Linked DNA regions of Mus musculus: regions 1 and 3 are each linked to region 2. Evidence: chromatin contacts called from public HiChIP or PLAC-seq data. All regions are on one chromosome and are shown on one strand. The core of a region is the stretch at or near the end of the contact, and the rest is flanking DNA. Distances in the headings are between cores, read along the strand shown. Region 1 overlaps Dlc1 (deleted in liver cancer 1). Region 2 overlaps Dlc1 (deleted in liver cancer 1). Region 3 overlaps Dlc1 (deleted in liver cancer 1).

The links. HiChIP or PLAC-seq counts read pairs in DNA pulled down with a chosen protein or histone mark.
Region 1: a contact with region 2 is called in an H3K27ac HiChIP or PLAC-seq map of embryonic fibroblasts, with 24 read pairs. The contact joins two enhancer-like sites. A contact is called at or near these places in 10 of 484 Hi-C or Micro-C datasets (the HL-1 cell line, adipose-derived mesenchymal stem cells, cerebral cortex and 5 more), 2 of 115 datasets of contacts at active chromatin or transcription factors (embryonic fibroblasts and embryonic stem cells) and 2 of 9 other capture datasets (liver and pancreatic islet).
Region 3: an H3K27ac HiChIP or PLAC-seq map of embryonic fibroblasts shows a contact between it and region 2, with 12 read pairs. The contact joins two enhancer-like sites. A contact is called at or near these places in 6 of 484 Hi-C or Micro-C datasets (the HL-1 cell line, adipose-derived mesenchymal stem cells, cerebral cortex and 2 more), 2 of 115 datasets of contacts at active chromatin or transcription factors (embryonic fibroblasts and embryonic stem cells) and 2 of 9 other capture datasets (liver and pancreatic islet).

Annotation. Positions count from the first base shown.
Region 1 is chr8:36,725,606-36,729,930 of GRCm38.p6, forward strand. The region is part of intron 5 of Dlc1 (deleted in liver cancer 1); the gene reads right to left. Among named protein-coding and RNA genes, the nearest start is that of Dlc1, 220 kb to the right of the region's middle. Within about 2 kb of position 2,211, at least 58 of the 459 cell types and tissues checked have an H3K27ac peak or open chromatin away from gene starts, as enhancers often do. A contact at or near this core is called in adipose-derived mesenchymal stem cells and embryonic fibroblasts, where this site is marked.
Region 2 is chr8:36,637,471-36,641,902 of GRCm38.p6, forward strand. The region is part of intron 5 of Dlc1 (deleted in liver cancer 1); the gene reads right to left. Among named protein-coding and RNA genes, the nearest start is that of Trmt9b, 180 kb to the left of the region's middle. Within about 2 kb of position 2,696, at least 39 of the 459 cell types and tissues checked have an H3K27ac peak or open chromatin away from gene starts, as enhancers often do. A contact at or near this core is called in adipose-derived mesenchymal stem cells and embryonic fibroblasts, where this site is marked.
Region 3 is chr8:36,741,845-36,746,369 of GRCm38.p6, forward strand. The region is part of intron 5 of Dlc1 (deleted in liver cancer 1); the gene reads right to left. Among named protein-coding and RNA genes, the nearest start is that of Dlc1, 210 kb to the right of the region's middle. Within about 2 kb of position 3,172, at least 74 of the 459 cell types and tissues checked have an H3K27ac peak or open chromatin away from gene starts, as enhancers often do. A contact at or near this core is called in embryonic fibroblasts, where this site is marked.

The DNA.
Region 1 (4,325 bases), core at 961-3,460, 88 kb after region 2:
ATTACTTGACCATGATATGTTCAGACTTACAACTTGCTATTTTCTTTTTGAAACTTATCTACTGACAACTTCACACACCCATGGAGTACATTCTGATTTCTCTCCTTCCACCCCCTTGGTTCTCTCTCCCACCCCTTCCCATTCTTCCACCTCCCTAGAAATGTCTTTCCCATGTTCACGCGCCTTCTGTATTTGTTTTGACCTACAATTTTTATAAAGGGCTGCGTGCATGATCATAGGTGTGGACCAATCCATTGGAGCCTAGCGTGCTCGCCAGTGGGTGAAGACAATGTTCCTTCCCCCAGGCATCCATTAATAGCCAATAACTCACCAGGAAGATGGCATTATTTTCTGTTATTTGCATCCTTTACCCTATCTACAAAGTGATATTGAGAAATATTAATTAATAACATTGCTTGGAATACACGAGTAAAATTGTCTCTAATATAAAGTAAGACACAACATTTGAACAACTTTTCAGCATCAAGATATGTCTTAATTGGGAAAATTCATGACAGTAATATCAGCAAAAATTCCTCTATCCTTTGGTAATTTTTGCATTGATAACAGGAATACCTGCACTGAATAGATAACTTGTAGTCAGACTACTCAGATCAATAATTGTAATAAAGTGAAGTCAGGAACTACAAATAGCTAATCATATCACCTCCATAGTCACTATCAAAGAGAAAAAATGGACACGTGTTCATTTGTTCATGCTTGCTCAAATTCTCCACCCTTAGTTCAGGACCCTCTGCCTAGGGAATGGCGCTACTCACAGCAGGACAGAATGTCCACATAGGTTACCTAATTAAGACAGCCTCACAGTCCAACCCAATGTTTATAATCCCTCATTGAGACTCTTCCTCAGTGACTCTAGATTTCGTCAAGTTGACAACTATAGAATCAAGAAGCCAAACACCACACCTAGAAAGGACTAAGCAAAATAATGCCATGTTTTAAGTATAATATATTTAGCACTCTTTTTCTTTTCTCTTAAAAAACTCAAATCATAAATGTACTTTGGAAGTTATTACTGGGCAAAAATGGAAAAAAAAAGTATCTTGCCTTCCACTTTGGACTTTTAGAAGTCCCGTGCGCCCCCAAATCCCAAATCCCTCAAAACAAACCGCTTCAGTCCTGCTCCTATGTGCTGAAGCCTGAACGTAATTGTGTATGCAAACTGAAATATTAAAAGCATAACTTCTAATTTTAGTTCATTCTGATTTCTAAACCAGCCAGGAGCCTCCTGTTTTAGGTGATGATGTAGTTGACATTCTGTTCACTTAACTTGGAAAAGAGGCCAACATCTCATTAAACAGAAAGAGAGAGGGGGGGGGAGAGGATTAAAGATATGACCTAGCATCTGGGAAGTAAGTATTTTTGTTCTACAAAGAGGAGAAATGCCAGTTACTAGGAGAGATATACTACTAGGCCTGACCTGGAACTGTAGAGAGGATTTCTCTGGGTTCCATGGATGAACCCGATAGATCTCATATTTATTCTTCTCTATAGGCTAAGTTCTGCTCATGAAGGGCTCTGGCCTGAAAAGGATCCTTAGAGCAGCTCAAACTGGAATTATTTAACTTTTGTATTTATGCTGGGCTGTGGAGTAGAGGACGTGGTGAGTGACTGGGTCAGGAGTGGATGAAGTCCTTAGTGAATGTGTATTGTTGATAATGAAGACAGCTATAACAAGGACCCCGAAGCCTCAGACCTACAAAAGGCAAAGCCTTCCTCTGGTCCGGGTGTCAGTGTTGAGTGTGTGTGCAGGAACGATCAAGCACAGCATCTTCTCTAGGATAACTTTAGTCTGAGGCTCACCCCCCCCCGAGACTAGCTAAATCCTTCTCCACATTCACCTCTATGTAATAAACCATGTGCAGAGGTTGCCTATCTAGTCTCAGGCAGGCTGAGGCCCAGCTGCAATCTCAGTCTCTCTATGTCTCATCCTTTCTCCTCAAAGATGGCCGTGACACTCACTGACTCATTCTCTCCTTATCAAAGACAGTAAACTCTGCAGCTATACGCTCACTCACATCACAAGCATCCCCCATGGCTGTCTCCCTTTAAAAATCTAGAGTGAAGCTGTCTCTGTTTACTGCATATTTGCAGGCATACCTCACTCCTGGTTAAAAGGCATTCCATGTGCCCTTACTTGCTTTTCGCTGTGAACGCAGGGAGCACAAAGCAGTTCACAGAGTCAATGTTTGTGGTTGCCCTTCGTTGGAGTGGTGCCAGCATCCTTGAGAGCAAGTATCCTGCAAAGCAGGCCAGACACTTAACGTTGCTGGCTTATTACAGACCCGGTCATTTGAAACACAGATATCTATTTCCCAGAAGACATAAGAGAGTAAACATACAATACAATATCCCAGAGATCTGGTTCGATGCATATCCTTAAATGGTTTGCTTTATGTCAGCCGAAGCTCATCTAGATTGTGATTTGTCTAAACTTTCTCACTTTATAGTCGCTTACCCTCTTTTCTTCCTAAGGTGCTTAGCTTTGGAAATAGCGCCCTGCCTTGTGTCTCAGTATTTGAGACATTTAGATTCCACTCTCCCTTAGCGATCAAGATAGTATGTCTTTAATAGAGGCATTACATTCCTTTCCCCCAATGCATACGGCTTATACTGTGTGTTTATTTCACTTTATTAAATCTTTTAAAAGAGTATGACTAATTTCCTTTTAATTTATCAATTTCTGTTTCTGTGCTGAAGAAAGTTACTACATAGGCAGAGTCTGGATTTATCTTACTTTCAATCTTTTTTTTTAATAACTTTTTAACCTTCAATTTTAGTCTATTTTATTTTTCTTTAGAGTTGTCTGGTTTGTGGAATTGTGTCAGCTCTCTATGAGAACTTGGCATTGCAATGATAGGAGCTGGTGTTTATGGGTGCTCTTCATGGGAACTACAACCCTTGGTACCTCACTGGGTCAAGAGCTGGTGCACAGCAAAAGCTACTGGCAACATTTGAAGACCAGAGTAAGCACCAGAGACTTGCAGTTTACAGTGTGTGGACAGTGTAGGAACTCATACACTCAAGCTTAAGAGTGTCTTAAGCTCCCTTTAGCAGTTTCCACAATAATCAATATAGATGAGGTGGCCTCCCTCCTATAGCTACTAGATGTCCCTGGGACTGTGTCGCCAATGAAAACCGTGCTTTTCCATGTCACACTGCACTTTTGTATATATATCACAAAACATCTCTATTCACCCCTACTCTGCAGGTCTGTGGATCGCAGCTCACTGTTGATTACACATAGCTGGCATTCTTCTGCCCACTGACGTTCCTATGACCTCGGTGACCAACTCCGGGGCACCTCTGTGCATTACTGTCATTCTCTTACCTAACAGTAAAGTTGCAGGCTCTATGCTGGTGACCTAGCAATAGCCATTGCTTCTTAGGTTTTTCTATTTATGCTGGTTAGTGACAAAGAGATAAGAGATAAGATTAGACCAGGTCAGCACACAGGGTAATTCTTAGTCTAGCACGGACAGAGCAGTCCGTGCCCTGGGGTCTTTAAAAACTGTATACCTAAGTTCCTATATTTTAAAATCATCATATAATTAGTTCATATTAAGCTACTACATCACCATTTTGTGATCTGAACATTTCTATAGATATGTTTCACAATAATTGGCTTTCTTCACAATTTTCTACTATTTTATTCACACATTTGTAAATATTCTGAGAAGTGAGCCATAGGCTTTATCTGAATACCATCTTAACATCAGGCCAAGGAGCCTTGTGTGGAACACTTAGGAGGCAAATGGCTTTGGGGAATAAAATGCAATTTGATGCCAAGATGTCAAGGTACCAAGTAGGAAGGAGATGGGCAGGCAGCAACTCTGCTTAGACTGTGAGGAGCTAGAGAGATATGAGAAAGACATGCTGTTCAGCCAGATGGGGCTATGTGCCCCATCAATCAATTAGCATGGCTCTCAAGTTCCCATTCACTGAATCCTTAGTGATACAATCTGCTCTTAAGAAAGAAGCCCAGAGGGCTGGGGGCATAGGTAAGCAAAACTGATAGGGGCTATGACCGGGCACAGTGAGGGGCATAAATCAAAGGGGGTGAAATTAAAGCAATCCTTTCTGTTATTTCTCACAAGTGGCAGATCTGTATTTTGTTTATAGAAGACTGCAGATCCTTTTAAATGACAGACAGAATTCTTAAGGGATTTTAAGGCATGGAGAGGTAAATGACAGGTTTGTACATGGAGTAAATAAGGTATCAAAAGTAGAAATATTAAATTATGGGAGTGGGGAGAGAGAGAGAGAGAGAGAGAGAGAGAGAGAGAGAGAGAGAGAGAGAGAGA
Region 2 (4,432 bases), core at 1,446-3,945:
GAAGGGTAACTGCCTTCTATTGTCCTTGTACGTGCGTGCCTGTGCATGTACGTGCATGCCTCTGTGTGTGTGTGTGCGCGCGCGCGAGTGCGTGTGTGTGTGTGTGTGTGTGTGTGTGTGTGTACACGTGTGTGTGTGTGCGCGTGCGTGCGTGTGTGTGTGTGTGTGTGTGTGTGCAAGTGTGTGTGTGCACGTATGTATGTGTATTGGTATGAATGTAACACCAGGATTAACTGCAGAACTTAGAATATGATTCCTAGATAGGAAGTAGAAGGTGCGGATTTTGCTCACTCAGAACCCTGAGACAATTTAGCAGGGCCTTCTTGAAACTAATCATGCATATCACAGTGACCTTGCAGACATAATTATCTGTATCACACAGGGCCTGAGGTTTACTTCCTTGAACCCTAGCATACAAATCAAAACCATTATTCACTGAAACAATTTCCCCCTTTGGTAGAAATGATCAAGTGTGAAATACTCTATTTCGTTAAGAACCCAAAGCCCCTTTAATGGTATAAAGGGTGGGGGGCAACAGATACCCTTAAATGCAAGTTGAAAGGAAATGCAAGAATAGGAGGTGAAATGGAACCATTAAGGGGTCTGGGAGGAGAAGGAAATTTATCTCAGGGGAGAACACAGAGCAGAGGGGTTTTTTGAGATAGCAGAGTACAACTAAGAAAAAACAGAGGAGAGGTGTGATGACCTGGGGGTGAGTTTGCATTTGAAAAAATAATAGAAGGTACTTGCTGTACAGCTATCTATTAGTTTGGTAATCACAGTAAGGCAGTCTAATCTAAGAAGATGGAGCCCAGAAAGGTCTGACTCTCTGTCCTATGAACACAATAAGTGTACTCCTACTGGTGATGGCAAAAAGATTTTTCAATAATCTTATTTTGAGCTCCAAACATAACTGACAACCACGTGACTACATTCCAGTTCAATCAAAGTGTCTATTCTTGGAGACTCTCTGACATTTTTTGATTTTATAGTTTTTATTTCATTTGGGATTATGATGATATTCCTTTTCACCGGATAACTTTATATTTCCTCTCATTTTTTAAACTCAAAAGTATGCTTTATTACAAAAATAAACAGTAAAGAGGGAAACTTCTCTTAGCTTTACAGTTTACCCACCCATTTACAGTAGGAGAAATTTTTGAAACTAGATATCATGGGAATATTTCAGAGCTTAGAACTGGTGCATACAATCCAGCTGGGCTTTGTTTAAAATGCAAAGCCTTCGAATATTTCACTGAAAGAAACCCAAGTTATCCTTTTTTCTGCATGCCAAGAAGTCACATTTTTATTGGTTTATCAGTGTGTCCTATAAAATGTCCTTCATGTTTTTAGCCATAATAGGGTCTCGAAGGTCCCCTACCCAATCACCACATAACATCAAGAGGGACTTTAGCTTTTTTTAAGTTCAACATTCATGGGTGACACACTTAGCCAGACTTATTCATGGTTCCATTAAAAGGAAAGTAATAAACAACACTAACAACAACCAAACACCATTTTCCCAAAATTCATTTCCTCTACATAGAATAGCCAGCCAGCTTACAGTCTAACAGAGGAATAGTTGCATTAAATAATTTGTGCATTTACTGGGGAAACGCTAGCTATCCAACAGCACCTCTATCTTCATTCTTACTGAAAACCACGGATGTTAAAGCTAGACAAAAGTTAGGCAATTGAGGTAAAGTGTAGGAGAAATGCATCCCATAATATCCAACTGATCCTTCTCAGGTCAAACAATATTTTGGTAAGATATTTAAATTCAGTTGCGTTTTTAGTAGAGAAATCTGGAACATCGGAAACGCAAACATTTTCCTTTAACTTTTCTCCCCAAATCCTTTCAAAGTTTCTCAATTCCCTTTGATACCAGTGTAAGTCCTTACAGGGAACGTGTGCGCATGCGCATGAACCCCCTCACTCCCCACCCCCACATTCCTCAGTCCAGTGTCTCTGTCACCCTCGTTTCTCTGACACTTCAGATCGTGGGGCAGCTGTTCAATTTTATATTCTGAAAATGTGTAATAAATCAGGGCACCCAGCTTACCCAACCTGCCCTAGCTCTGAAATTGATCAGAGTCGCAGCTCACAAATGCCTGGACCTGTGTTGTGAAGTACCTCTCGGAGAGCCAGGGCTCTATTCATATAGACAGCTGCAGAACGTAGCAAGGAAATTTGGGTAATTAGCGAAGCAGGCACAGATAGGAGTTTTGGCTTCAGATTCGAATTCCACTCCATGATTCCAAAGTGGAGAGTGTTCTGTGATCTGCCCATGTGCGGCTGATTTCCCTCCTAGGCCTCTTAATCAAATACCAGCACCGTGGCAGGAGCCCAAAAGACTGTAGGGGTGGAAGCAGAAAGTTCTCACGTGTGCATCATCCCCCTCGAGCTTTGGTTCCGCAGTTCTTACTAAGTCATAGAAACTCCGGAGCGAACTCTGCCAGGGGAAGCAATTGGGCATTCCGAGCAGTCCCCTAGTGAGCCAGCGATGCTCGCTAGCTACCTAAGAGTCTCAAGACCGGGTCACATTCCCCATGCCATGATGTTGGCCTCTCTGTAAGATGGCCAGACCCAGACGGCTGCGCATTCTCGCTTTCAGGTCTTCCAGTGGGTGGAGAAGGGACTTAGTCGGCTGTCTGTGCTCTGTGCCCCAACATGAAGTCTAAGAACTCCCTTGCTTGAGGCACCACCTCATTCAACACCCCTCTTTTGTTTACTTATTATGCAACCTAAGGGTGTTGTGCCTCAATTATCAACCCAGACAGGGGCTTTCCTTCCTACACCATGACTCTCTCACATAATAACTTTCTTGGGTGAGCTGGCACCCATCCTGTACAACGGACCCCACACACGGATTCCACTGTCTTCTCAGCGACACTCAGAGCAATGTGTGCCTCCCACGGGACCCTGGGGTGGGGGTGGGGGTGGGGGGTTTCACTGATGTACAGGGATTGCAAAGTTTGTCCATCTGGTGTGTGAATCTGAAGAAGAAATGGCATAAAGGAAGAAGGGAAGGAATGAAAGAAGGAATGGAACCCTCCCCCCACCCCCCGCCCTCCGAAAAGACAGATAGGCGATCACAACACCGTAATGCTAGCTTTAAGCCATAAACCTTTGAGTCATAAAGAATGACTCTGATGAGTGGACCAAATGCCTTTTGACTCAGAGAGTGTTCCTGGACCTGTCCCGGCTTGATTTAGAGCCTTGAAATGTTTCTCACCGTCTCCGTGTGGTGTTCAGGGTGCTGCCACCCTGGAATGCTGGGCGGACCGTCTCCAGTTTGTCTCACCTTAGAGGGTAAGTGATGCCTTGTGGACTCCTCCCTGCATTCTCTCTCCTTACCCCTCTCATCAGTAAGACATTCAGAAGGAATGACTTGAAACCAGAGACGGCTCAACACTGTTAGAATAGAGGGTTTTTAATCTGGGGGGAAAGAAGGGATCTGTGGATAGTCAGCACCTTTTAATATTTGCGAAGCCACTATCTGAAGGAAGGGCAGTGGATCTGGGGTTTTGGGGTAGGGAAAATGGACCTGAACAATGGGTTATTGTACATGTATCCCCATCTAATCGGGCAGCTGTCTATCTGTACTAACGTAGATGATGCAATTTTTGAGAAGTCTGGTACAGTGACCGTCCTGACAGTCAAGCCAAGAATTCTAAAAGCAGTTCTGAACGGAGCAGGGTCAGAGAGATCTCTTAGCAGCCGTGAGGCCTCTCCCAAAGAATCGACACCTTGTTCTCGAGTCTCACCCCAACCCACCATCCCTACCTGTGAACCTCTTTGGCTTGGGATTATGTGGCCATGTTGCTATGGAAACATTTCACTTCTCTTAGTAAACTTGTACTGGCAGATATCAACTGAAGTAAAAGAACACACAAGGCAATGCTAGGCTTCTTTTTTGTTAATTTTTTGCATTTTTTTTAAATGCTAGGCTTCTTAACCTGTTAACCTGCTTCTTAGAACAGATCTATAAATCAATACCCATCACATTTACAGATAGAAGAAACCAAAGACCTCACCTATTTACATTGCTATTAATACACATGTCAAAGTCCTGTGACAAAGAGGATACATGTTACTTTCAAGGTATAAAAAATTTACAGCAACTTTTTTTAGCATCATATTTCAGATGACATGGATAATAAAAATATAGGTATGGTCCTATGGGCATTTTGAAAATTGTTTCTGATTGAAGTAATTTATATCTAAGAGGCTGGAAATGGCTGCCAGGTAGCTACATAGATAGGAAGATTTTTTATCCAACAAATCTGCAGTGTTTGTTATGGGGCTAACTTCATACACAACAGAAACATCCCAAGGCATCAGTCAATGGCCCAAGCAGAGGAGCTGAAATGATTTTGAAACTTGAAGAATATCACAGCAGTTACTGTCTTGATCACTAAGTAGTGGAGGC
Region 3 (4,525 bases), core at 1,922-4,421, 100 kb after region 2:
AATAATAATCATTTTCAACAAACCATGCTAGAAGAATTAAATAAATGTTTCGAAAAAGAACCTTAACCCTTACCTAACAACTTAAATCAGTGGTTCTCAACCTGTGAGTCACAACCCACTTGGAGTCTAATGACCTTTTCATAGCGGTCATCTGAGACCATTGGAAAACACGGATATTTGCATTATGAATCATAACAGTAGCAGAATTACAGTTGTGCAGAAGTAGCAATGAAAACACTTTATGGCTGGGGGTCACCACAACCTGAGCAAAGAGATTCAATTGTTACGTCACGGAAGAAGGTTCATCAGTGGAAGTACATTCAGAAAAGGATGCTCAGACACACTGACCACAGGGAAAAGCAAAATGAACTGTCCTTAGATGCATTGCCACTGAAACGAAAAAGGACCACACCATGTGCTAGCAGGCATGTGGAGCTTTATAAATGCCATACATAAGTTTTATATATTACTCATGGGATCGGAAAATGGTTCAACTAATTTGTAAATACTTCAGAAGTTTTAATGTAGATAAACACATGTTATGTACATAAAGTTAAATATATCCTGGTTAACTCATCACACTCCTATATATTACTCTAGAAAAATAAAAATAATATACTTATGTAAAAACATGCATAAATATATAAAGTAGAACCTCCTCTCACTTGTAGACATACAAAAGGCATGATTATAGGACAGGGACGAATGCAGTGATTTCGAAGACCGGTGTGCTGTGTGGATGGGGTGTGTGGATGGGGTGTCAGAGAACTTGAAGAAGAATCTGAGTATTCAAGCTTCACTATCACTTACAATTTCCTAACAGAAGCCAGGCATCAGAACTGCATAGCTGAAAGCCAGATCAATGCACATCTTCACAGGGACATGCATTGAAGGTACTTTTTCTCTAGCCAAGGAGGAAGTGGCCTGACATGAATATGTACATATTTCATAGTGATGTGATAACTGGATTGAACTGTATTATAATAAGACATTATTACATTACTAATATACCAATATTAGAAAACTTGAATTTTATCTTGACAGATTCATTGCCTATTGAATACTGATTATTATCTATCTATGTAGTGTAATAGAATACAGACATTTCAACCTAATAAAGATAGGTTATTATTATACTGGGATAAATGTTACTTGTGTGGATACATATTACATGTAAAAGAACATTTGAACAGATATTTGCAATCATTACCAACAAAAGAATTTTCATGTTTTATAGTTGCTTTTCAATAAAAATAACCCCAAATCTATTTTAAGTATTTAAAAATAATGTAATCTTAAACATTTTAAGTAGAGATGTCATATTTTAAATAAGAAAAGCACAGGGGGGAAAAAGTGGAGCTCCTACTGTTCTGATGGCATACCAAGGGGTGAGGAGAAGAAGCCATAGGAAAGGAAAACAAAGTACAAAAAAGAAAAAAAAGAAAAAAAAGAAGGGAAGCATCGGGAGTCACTGGGATACTTTGAACAATGTGTGTCCCATGTCGTAGGTAAGAGCACCCACAGTGTAGGTGGACCATGTCTTGGCCAGAAGGGGACTTGCAGACAGTGAAGGGCAGCAAAGACTCTTCACAAGAGCCCCTCTGGAAAGATGCATTTTTGGGAGGGGGTGGAATCCCTTCATGAATAGTTGTTAAAAACAACAACAAAGTCATGATATCCATTAAAGCAATTTGATGGCCACATGACTTTCTTGCCTCTGGAACTAGGTCCTAGAAAGCCTTTTCCCCTGTTTCTCCAACTGCTTAGTTAGCTGGGACTTCTTGCTCTGTGAATCTCTTCGGTGTGTGGCCCTTGGCTGCTCTGGGTCTAGATAGCTGTCAGATGTGAGCGGAGGAGAGTAGTCATTGAGAAACTCCTTAGGCTGCTCAATACTTTCCATATTTATTTGACGCTCATGGTAAACAACTTGCAACTTGTATTTTCACTGGATTTTTCCGCTAATTTTCATTTTATATTAATATCTTTCCACAATTGTGCTGGCTCGTTTTATGTCAACTCCATACAAGCTAGGGTCATCTGAGAGGACGGAACCTAAGTTGAGAAAACACTTCCATAAGATCTGGCTGTAGGCAAACCTGTAGGGCATTTTCTTAATTAGTGATTGATGGGGGAAGGTCCTGCCTATTGTGGGAAGTGCCACCCCTGGTCTGGGGTTCTGGGTTCCATTAAAAAAAACCCGAGTAAGCCATAGGGAGCAATCCAATAAGCAGCACCCCTCCATGCCCTCTGCATCAACTCCTGTCTTTAGGTTCTTGCTCTCCTTGACTTCCTGTCCTGACTCCTTTCACTGATGGACTATGATGTGAAAGCACAAGCCAAATAAACCATTTTCTCTCCAACTTGCTTTTGCTCATGGTGTCTCAGCATAGCAGTAGTAACCCTAACTAAGACATTTAGCCTGAAGATGAGGTTGTCAATGATGCAGGAACCCTGGTCTGAGTGGAAAAAAAAAAGGTCCTTTGGGAAACCTCATTCTGAAGTAAACCTACAAGGTATAAAGAGACAGTGATGAGGGCAAGCATAATTGTGTGAAGTCGGGAACCAGCCTCTGTGCTACAGTTAGGGTGTTGGCTATCTCTCAGAGGCCACTGCATTAAGATTGTTTCCCAGGGTGGCTCTGCTGGGAGACAGAGGAGCGAGCGTCTAAGCGTGGGGCCTACTGGGGAGGCTTTGAGTCATTACAGTTGTCCTTTTAAGGAACTGTGATATCTATTCCCTTATTCATTTTGTACTTCCTGGGTCACAGTGGGGACAGCTGTCCCCACGTTCACACTCCCACCATAATATCACATGTCACCACAGACCCCAAACAGTGGCTGCTCATGTAAAACTACCAAAAACGGCAAGCCCAAATGTGTAGGTCAATTGTTTTAGTGTTGTGTTACAGAAAATGCAACTAACACGCTCTGGATTACAGGAACACTATTGGCTCATTTTTTTTCTTTTAATTATTTACACAGCAGTGCTTCATTGGTAAGTGCCATCAGCATTTCAAGTAGAGAAAGGAAAAACAAGCTCTCAAGGAAACGGAAGTGGTTTTGCCTCTGGAATTTCATGCTGAACGAGTGAGCGAGCGAGCGAGTGAGCGAGCGAGCAGTTCACATCTGGCCTGAAGATGAGGTTGTCAATGATGCAAGAACCCTGGAAGCTAAAATATTAAAAAAAAAAGAAAAACACAGCAGGGCTGGCGGTAGGAAGTGAGGTGGCAACCTTGCCACTGAAGTGGGAAGTGCCCTTATTTAAAGCAGACCTCTTTGCCTGTAGCTGTGCTGTTGCTAGCATTTAGTGAAAGGGTGATTCGCTCTGAAATCAGTTGGAAAAGTTAGAGTTCTTAAGGAGCAGCTTTAGGTCTTTAGTTCTCCAAATTCATGCTGTCTTCTCTTTATCCTACTGATGTCATTTGTTATTTGTTATCGAAGAAACGATTGAGTTATAAGAACATAGAAGTCAAATGTAACAAAACCTGTCACTCAAAACAAAACATAACTGGGAAATGTTCAACTCTGTTCAGTCATTAATTGATATATGTATCCCCCCCCCCCACACACACACAGAGACACACACACACAGAGACACACATACACAGAGAGACACACACACAGACACACACACACAGACACACACAAAGTCCATATATATGTAGCCCATATATATATACATATATATACACACATATACATATATATATATACACATATATATATATAAACTCCATCTCTCTCTATAAAGTCATATATATATATATAGTCCATATGTATATAAAGTTCACAAATATATATATATATATGTATATATGTGTATGCATATATATATTCCTTTATTAAAAGTGATATTGATCATAATGATTATTATCAAATGGTTCCTGGTATGGTAACATATCATTTAAAACAAACAGTTCCTGATTTTTAATTTTTCTTTTTTACTGTTGCATACAAGAATAGGGATATCTAGATCTTGCAGCTGGGGTAATACCTCTGATTATAAGATTTAGTGTTCTTGGTAAAGTTATAACTGTCCAAGGCCAGTTGGAGCTTGAAATTATCCTATTTCTCTCTCTTTTCCTCTCTGAACACAGGCTCTGGGCTCTAGCTGGCAGGCAGCATGATTGCATCATCAAGCCATAAGCACCCCTGCAGTCCTGACCTTGCCAACACTTCCTTAGCCTAGCAATGTCTCAGATCTTCCTTTCCAGTTTCAAGGCGCCCATCCCTGTACGGGCTCCAGCTTCCTTGGACAACTCCGGCTTATGTGACGGCTCCCTTGGCTAAAATGCCCAGGGTATCTTGAGAATTTTACAGCCCAGTGCTCAGCACTTATCTTGCTCGGCAGGCTGCCTTCACACCGAAAGGACGTGCTCTCAAGACCTAGAGAGAGGAAATCCTGAGACAACTAAACAAGCAAAGCAGGAAAGCAGCGCATACCAACATCACTTGCGCCCAGTACGTTTCCCCTTATCACATCATTCAAGTGCAAGGCAGAGGAAGTGGGAGCTCAAGAGAACGGA